Regions from separate parts of the Mus musculus genome. Here region 1 is linked to region 2. The links are chromatin contacts, called in public HiChIP or PLAC-seq maps. All regions are on one chromosome and are shown on one strand. Each heading gives the region's core, a stretch centred on a gene start, on an enhancer-like site or on the middle of the called end of the contact. The rest is flanking DNA. Distances are from core to core; before and after follow the strand shown.

The links. HiChIP or PLAC-seq counts read pairs in DNA pulled down with a chosen protein or histone mark.
Region 1: a contact with region 2 is called in an H3K27ac HiChIP or PLAC-seq map of stem cell-derived neural progenitor cells, with 4 times the contacts expected there. The contact joins two enhancer-like sites. A contact is called at or near these places in 1 of 484 Hi-C or Micro-C datasets (cortical neurons) and 3 of 115 datasets of contacts at active chromatin or transcription factors (astrocytes, embryonic stem cells and stem cell-derived neural progenitor cells).

Annotation. Positions count from the first base shown.
Region 1 is chr8:86,387,304-86,391,729 of GRCm38.p6, reverse strand. No RefSeq gene overlaps it. Among named protein-coding and RNA genes, the nearest start is that of Gm33687, 110 kb to the right of the region's middle. Within about 2 kb of position 1,614, at least 97 of the 459 cell types and tissues checked have an H3K27ac peak or open chromatin away from gene starts, as enhancers often do. A contact at or near this core is called in astrocytes, cortical neurons and stem cell-derived neural progenitor cells, where this site is marked.
Region 2 is chr8:85,923,743-85,927,873 of GRCm38.p6, reverse strand. The region is part of intron 8 of Phkb (phosphorylase kinase beta); the gene reads right to left. Among named protein-coding and RNA genes, the nearest start is that of Phkb, 85 kb to the right of the region's middle. Within about 2 kb of position 1,528, at least 43 of the 459 cell types and tissues checked have an H3K27ac peak or open chromatin away from gene starts, as enhancers often do. A contact at or near this core is called in astrocytes, cortical neurons and stem cell-derived neural progenitor cells, where this site is marked.

The DNA of each region.
Region 1 (4,426 bases), core at 365-2,864, 460 kb before region 2:
CCTGTTTTGTATTCATAAGTGAGGGAAGTGAGGTTAAGAAAATGAAATGATATGTCCTAAGTCACATAACTATTGGGACAGAGGAGTGATGGAGACAAAGAAGTGGATCTGGATGTAGATGTAAATGCTCTCACCATCCCCCAGCCCCATCTGGGCCAACCTCCATGCACCTTTGCTTCCAGCCCAAGAAAAGCCACCCTGACGACATGCAAGTGGAATGAAACTAAAAATGAATTTATCTTCGCTTGGCCTTGATAACTGAGTAGTGTTTTTGAGGTGACCAGAGTCAGATGGCATTCAGAGACTCTGTCCTGTGTTGCTTGGAGAACTCTGCCTTCTCTCTGACCTGACTGCAGAAAATCCCCAAGCACGGGAGTTGACAGAGGAGAGTGGGAGCCAAACCAGCAGATATGGAAGACACAGCAGAGCACTGGGAACTGCTGAAAAAAACTAAGACCTAGAAAAACTCTACTGAAGATTTATATTCCTTTTAACTCCATTAGGACTTGAGGTAGCTAAAAAAAAAAATCTACTTTTAAAGTAAAGGAAATAGGATTATTGGATTTCGAAATTGGAAGCCATAAAATTTAGAACAATTTTATATAAAACTTCAACTCTTTTAAAAAAAAAACAAAATAAAAGAGTCAGATGGTCTCGAGTAAATCCAAATCTCAAAAGAAGAAGTAGACAAAGGTCTCTCTCTTTGCTGAATGCCTACAAGTCTAGCGCCATAAGCAGGAGCCTCGCTGAGTGGGTCGCTGAGACACCCACTCTGAAGCTAACACCCTGGCTCTGCTTCTTGTAAGGGATGGGGACTGACTATGCTTTCCAGTTTCCTAGACGCCACTCCATGTCCAGGGAACTGTGTATTGTCATGTCTGTACCCACACTTGAGCTCCGTACTTCACCGGCTCGGTAAGGCATTTCTTTTCCACCTCTACCCTTTGTACTTACACTTCTTCCTCAACTCTCCATAAGGTCTTTTTGCAAGGACAACTATCTGATACTTTTGTTATTTTCTGTGGTCCCAAGTCAGCAGTGGCTTAGTGTAACCGCTGAGAGTTGTGTTTAAACCCCAAATCCAATGACACTGAATAGGTTGCTTGTTCGTTTCTTTGTCTGTAAAATAGGAGTTAAATGGGTGTAAAGCACATAGCCTAGCACTGAGAACATACAGGTATTCATTATGCAGTGCCTTTATTTATTTGCCAGTATACAGAACTGACTGGGAGAAAAAGGCTTGAGGCCTGACACACAGCTGAAGCCCTTTGATGGATGACACTCCAATCCATGCCTCTCTGAGTACATAGATACCATTTCTTCCTTCCCAAGATAAGAAGCTGAACCCTTCTTTCATCCACACCACCACTATAGCTCCTCTTCATCTGATTTGAGCATCCATTACCATCTCATTGAAATGCCACTTAGACAAGGTCTCAAGTGTAGAGCTACAGAGGGAGCTTGGAGTAGGCTGGGGTAGAGGACTGCCCCATTAGCATTCAAACCATAATAGAGACCATTATCTTGGCAGCAAAATACCCCAGCAGTAGTGATGGGAGGAAATGGGAGTGGGTTGCCAAAGCAACAGAGAAACTTGAGCAGTGCTGTTTCCATGGCAACAGAGGGCCTGCATGGGAGGGCTCTCTCAGTTCCAGCACTGGTTAGACTCTCAACAGTATCAGTGACTCATCGGGTAGATTGCATTGCAAAGGGCAAATTAGTGAGAGGTTTCACTTAAGAAGTTAGGCCAGCATGAAGCCCACAGCAGAGATCTAAACTCTGGAGATGGAGCCTGGGCCTGTCTGTTAGGAATCAGGATTCTCTTGGCTGCTGGCCAGTTCATTACCTCTCAAAGCCATTAGGCCTTATTTATGGTTTGAAAACTCAAGGAGACCCTGCCTGAGCCAAATCTCCCTATGGGAATCTGACTCACGAGGTACATGACTTCAGGGGCAGACCAATGCCTGTGAGCTGTTTCTCCTTCTTTCCTCAATTTTAATTTTTATCAAAGTAATACATTCACATAATTAAAAGTCAATTAGAGTCTATAATTAAACACATAAGGCCCCGCGCATAATAGTGCTTCTCTTCCCTGATTCTCCAGGCACTCACTATAGTGACTTTGGCTGTATGTCCCCTCTTTACATCTGGGTTTTCAAACGTTTCCACCTGAAATACAGTTTCTTTGCATCCACAGTTAAGTGGAGGGAGTCCTCTCTTACCCCCTGTCAAACTCAACCCCCAGACACAATATAGAAACTTCCGAATACATAATATTTATAAACTACAGTGTTTTTAATGTTATAGGATATACCAATACTGCCTGTCTGCCAGCAAAATGATATCTTTTGAGCAGAGGGCTGCAGGCTTCCCTATTCAACACGTAGGCGCATTTTAGGATAATTTATTTCTGTTAACATGTATTAGTTGCACATATTGCTGTGATGCAGTGTGATATTTCAGTATATGAATAAAGTGGGTGCTGACCAACACACACACACACACACACACACACACACACACACACACACACACACATTTAACCCAACTCCCTTAGCTTCCTTTATGAAACAATGTGTGTTCTGTCTCTCTGCTTGAATCATTTAATGTAATGTCTTCTAGGTCCATCCATCTTGTTACCATGACAGGGTTTCATTGTTGTTGTTTTTTATGGCTGAACACCTCCCCCCTTAACACACACACACACACACACACACACACTCCACTTGTTGGTATTGCTTTTTCTTTAATCATCTATTGTTGGGTATCTAGGCTGTTTCAACCTTAGCTATTACAAACAGTACAGCAATCAACATGGACAAACAACTATGTCTTTTGTGTACAGATTTCATTTGCTTTAGATGTACACACAGGAGTGGGATAGGTAGGCAATTCGGTGGATATAGTTTAACTTGTAGGTTCCTAATTTATATTCCCACCAACCATGCATGAAAGGTCCCTTTATCCTCATCATCATTAGCATTTATGTTTGCCTTTTTAAATAGCTCCTTTAATTGGAGTGAGGTGACATATTGTAAGTTTGATTCATTCATTTCTCCAGTAGGGAGATAACTTACCTAGTTCTTTTTTTTCAATTTTTAAAAATATTTTATTTACATATGTATTTACAGTGAGCATGTGTGTGCATGTGTGTGGATGTGCATGCATGAGTGTACCTGTGTGTGTGTGTGTGTGTGTGTGTATGGAATATTTTTTGTTAGGTTTCTGAATTCTTTACATATTCTGAATATTAACTCTGCATCAGATGAGTAGTTGGCAAAAATTTCAAACCACTCTCTCTGTTTCTTTACTCTGTGGATTGCTTCCTTTGATTTGAGTTTGGTGTAATCCCATTTATCTATCTCCTACTTTGTTTCCTGTAATTCTAGAGACATATTAGCAATTTCATCACCTCTACAAATATCTGAAAGTGTTCTTCATGTTCTCATGTTTTACATTTAGGTCCTGGGTACATTCTGAGTTGACTTTTGTAGTCTGAAAGACTGGGATAAAGTTTCAAGCTTCTGCACATGGAGATCTGGTTTTCCAAGCACCAGTGGCAGAGTCTGTCCTTTCTGCAATGAGCCTTTTGACACCTTTGTTAAAGTCACTGTGCTGTAAGAGACGCAGACTTCCATGCATTTCCAGGATCTGCTCTGACATGGCCAGCCTGCCAGGCTGTGTCCATCTTTTCTAGATGGGAGCTCCACCAGGCACTCTTCTGTCCTTCAGATTGACTCTACTCTGCCCCTTGTTCCCAGACTACAGCCACTTGCTCCACTCCAGCAACAACTGGTTCCTGGGGTCCTGAGGCTGCATTGTAAGTACATGGCTTCTTTCTTCCTGCTATCCTCAGCTGTTCAATAGGATTCAGGTTACAGATGTCGGCTGAGATTGTGTGGAACTGTGTACCACATTCTTATTCAGGAGTGATTTAATACAAGAGGGTAGGTAGGATTTTTGCCTTCCTAAATCTAAATATTTTTTGGACTATCTTGGCTGCTATACCGGAGTGACTTTGCAAAGAGACTGCATTACATAAAGTACATGCATATTTTTATATTTAATTTTTAAATGGTAGCTATTTAGACTACCCAGAGAATAATTCTCTTTGGAAAATATTGAATGTTTAAAATTTTTGTGTCCCAGTACATTAGAGTCAAAACCAGATGGTTTTACCTTTTGAAAGAACAAGCCCACTTATGAGACTCATCTCCAAATAATAAGTCAATGAAAGCAGTCATTAGGACTGTTATTTCTCTGTTGCATATGCTTGTAAAATATGAAAATTTACCTAAATGTCCCACAAGACACTTTCTATGGGAAAGCAATAGAGTAATCTGTGACATAAGAGAGGCTAAGAACAAAGTAGGCTCGGTGCTGTGCAGAAAATGTCCATGGTAATTTTTGTGTCACAAACCTTCAC
Region 2 (4,131 bases), core at 279-2,778:
TTCACTATGTAGCCATGGTCTTGAACTCTTAGTCCTCCACACAAGTGGACGAGGGGTGGGTGGGGACAGGAACAGGAGGCATCAAGTTCAGGGAGGCGAGATAGAGAGTGTATACTACAAGAGACTACTGTAATTGGTTATCTCAGGGACAAGCTAGAAACCTAGTGTAATGGAAACTCCCAGGTACCTCTAGCTAAGACTCCTAGCAATAGGGGATATGGAGCCCGAATAGGAATTTGGACACCAACCCAGCCACAAAACCTTCAAGCTACAATTTGGTAAGATGTGCTGGGGTAAAGGTGATGCAGAAATTGTGAAAGTGGCCAACAATGACTGGTCTAGCTTGAGACCCATGCCATGAGAGGGTGTTCAACCCTGACATTGCTAGGACCCAGAGGTCAGATAGCCCAACTGTTATCAAGGAGGCTTTATCCAGCAAAGATGGAAGCAGATGCAGAGATTTATAGCCAAACATTAGGCAGAGCTCAAAGAATCCTGTGGGAGAGGGAGAAGAAGGATTGTAGACACCAGAGACATCAAGGACACCACAGGAAATCTCACAGAATCAACCAACCTGGGCTGTTATGGGTTGAGACTGAACTGACAACCAAGAAACCTGCATGAGTCTGACCTAGGCTTTCTGCATATTTATTACAGTTGTATAGCTTGGTCTTCCTGTGGGATTCCTAACAGTGGGAACAAGGGCCTTTGAGACACTTTCCTCCTACTGGGAAGGTGCATCCTCTTATTGCAACTCGGTATGCCATGTCTGGTTGATCTCCATGGGAGGCCTGCCCTTTCCTGAAGAGAATAGCAGGAAGAATAGATGGGGTGTGGAAGTGTGGAGGAGGAACTGGGAGGACAGGAAGGAGGGGAAACCGCAATCTGGATATAATATCTGAGAGAAGAATAAAATAATAATTAATAATAATAATAGAATCAAAAAGAAAGAAAGAAAAAATACCAAGCAGTTGCCTTAAACAATGAATGCCATAGGAATAACACGGTCACTAAAGGAATCTTAAACTGCTACATATCTAATATTTTACTGTTTTTTACTTTACTAAAAAACAAGGAGAACACAATATAAACAATATAAACCTTAAAAAGTAAATATCAATTTTAATTGTTTTACTTTTCATTCATCCTTAATCTCAAACACCAGAATTACTGATGAAGCAAGGTGAGGATTTGGTCGAACATAAGAGTCTATTTATAAGTTAATGCTCAGAAAACTTTTCCCCAAGGTTAGGCCTTAGGATTCAACGGATACTTTATAAGTAAAACTTGAATCTTCACCAAAATGAAGAAGTTATAGGTTTAAATGCAACCCCAGAGGCAATGTGAAATTAGCTGGATGTGTAACTGGGAGTTGAGAACTGCCGTGGCTATAAATAGATACTGAAGTGCTCTTTGAGCATTTAATACAGGCCTTGGAGAATGATCAGCAGAGAGAGAGAGAGAGAAAGAACATAGTCTAGTATCACCCTAGTTGTCCCAGGAGATGCTGAAAGAACTGCTCAGACCTAAAAAAAGCCAAATCAGTGAAAAAGCACAGGGAACTAGCCTGGGCCCAGCCAACAGTTACTTAGGCAACACTTGAAGAGAAGTGGTGAATTTGGAGTGATTAATAGAGCCTTCTGCGGAAGCCCGGAAAGGGTGAGGCTGTGCTTAGACTAAAACAACAACAATCTGGGCTTTATCTAAAAAATATTAAGTGAGTTTAGCCTATAGAGGAGTTGAATGTCAAGATGTGAACAAAAATAACCTCGGAGCCACAGTCTAGTGGGGTTTATTTTTCACCCTGATGTTCTTAACCTGGAATCTAGTTCTGACTCTATCATTAAGTTAAGAGGGAAAAATCATACACCCCTCCAAGTTTGTTTCCCTCTGTAAAGGAACTGATGCTTCTAGGTGATTTAAATATATACTCTATAGCTCTTCAGTACCACAGACTGCAACTGTTAAAGGACTGGCCAAGAGTAGATGTCAAAGAGTAGGACTGTAGTTTCTGAACACCAGAAAGGTGTGTTTTTGTGGTTCAGGGATAGCAGTCTTCCTGCATACAAAGTACAACTTAGAGGAGTGTTACCCAGTGTGCCAACAGAAAGGAGAGCCAAAGTTCTAAGGCAACAGTCATAGGCTCCATCCCCAATCCTTCTGCTATAGCAACTGGAAAGCACAGACATAGAGGGAATGGCAAAGAGTCAAAAAAAGAAGGAAAGTATAAATACTTACCACATGGATTACAGAAAGATAGATCCCTGACTCAAGAGAATCGCAGTGACCAGGAGTTGACAGCAATGTTTTTTGGGTTTTTTTTTAGAGAGGCCCTCCCTCCCACAAGCCTGAACCTTGCCAAGTCTACCAGGTCTGACGAGCAAGCCCCAAGGATGTACACACCTTTGCCTCCCCAGTGTACCACCATATCCTACACTTTAACATGAGAGGCAGTTATCAAAACAGGTTCAAATAATTCTAAGGCAAATGAGCAATCTCCCCAAACCCAGCAAGAGATCTTCTTACTGAAACCCTATCTAGAAAAGCTAAGGATGTGATCTCAATGGGAGTCAGATAAATGGTTAAATCATCAGGTAGGACTTAAGTAGTTGTGGTGGGTTGAATGAGAATGGCTCCCATGGGCTTAAATGTTTGAATGCTTAGTCATCAAAGAATGATAATGTTTGGGAAAGCTTATGAGTTGTGGCCTTGGAGGATTTATGTCCTTGGGGTTGGCCTTTGAAGTTTCAAAAGCCTAAGCCAGGGCCCTCTCCCCCACTCCACCCTGTTGCCTGAGGATCAGGAATTTAAAGTTCTCAGCTACTGCTCCAGAGCCATGCTTCCCACCAAAATAATGGATTAAAGCTCTGAAACTGAATGCAAGTTCCAATTAAATGCTTTCCTTTATGAGGGTTTCCTTGGTCATAGTGTCTTCACAGCAATAGAACAGTGACCAAGACACTAGTATTTTTTTTTTTACAGTGATATAAAAGAAACAGCAATTCAGTAGAAAACATACTTAAAATTTTTATCTTTTCTCAGGCTAGAAATATGTGGTACAATTAGATTCTTGTGGTACTAAACAGCTCCCAGTCAGCAACGTCATTTTATGAGAATAAACAGCTGATAATCCACAAAGTACTACAATGCAAAACTATGACATTCAGTAGGGTAAGTATATTAAACACATTTTCTCCTTATGGTCTGTTCGATCTACGATACTTTTATCCAGAAGCATCCAGAAACAGAACACCTGAATTCAATTCAAAGCAATCTAAAATTATGAGAAAAGCTTGCAGATATAGAAAGGCTGGTACACTAGGTGGGAGTGAACAGATATAAGCAGGCTCACATAATCTGGAGGTATCCTAATTCAGAAATCAATGAAGGGTCACGACTTGACTGCTAGCTGGAATTAGCTCTATATTTTACTACATAGGACAGAAGATACTGGTTGCCTGCCACTAACAACATCACTGGGTCCACGAACACCATGAGATACAGTTGCCTTACTATTTCAAAATGTATTCTTTCAGCATGAGAGATGATACACCAAACACAGGCATATGTGAATAATAATTCGGGATCACTGTAGAGGTGGAGGGTGTATAAGAAAAAATAAAATTCTCTGGGCAGATTATAAATTCTTATACAATGAACAATAAGGTTAATGTTAATATATATATAACCTATCATATAACCTCAAATGGCAAACTTCATTACTTATCCAGTTGAATAAAACTGGCTGACTACAGTTAAATTTAATTTTTATGGCAAGGATAGCAGAGAGCATCACATGATAATTTTTTAATACTTAAATTAAAGTCTGGCATCTGAGTTACAAGAAGAGCAGTTGAAGTTTCTATGTGTTCATGAGTGATATCTTAAGATGTCCACTTTTAATAGGGATTTTCACCTGGAGTTCTTTCCAAGTTTAAGATAGTCTTTGTGTATGGAAAGAGTTTAGTTCTAATATTTCAGGATGAAAATAATACAGAGAAATCAGACTGGCATATTCTTAAGTGGTTACTAAAAAGCACAGAAGGGACGAATATACTAAAAGGAAAAATGATAACTAACACTACCTAAGCAGATCCATCTTCTCCCATAGGATTCAACTGCTCTCTGGAT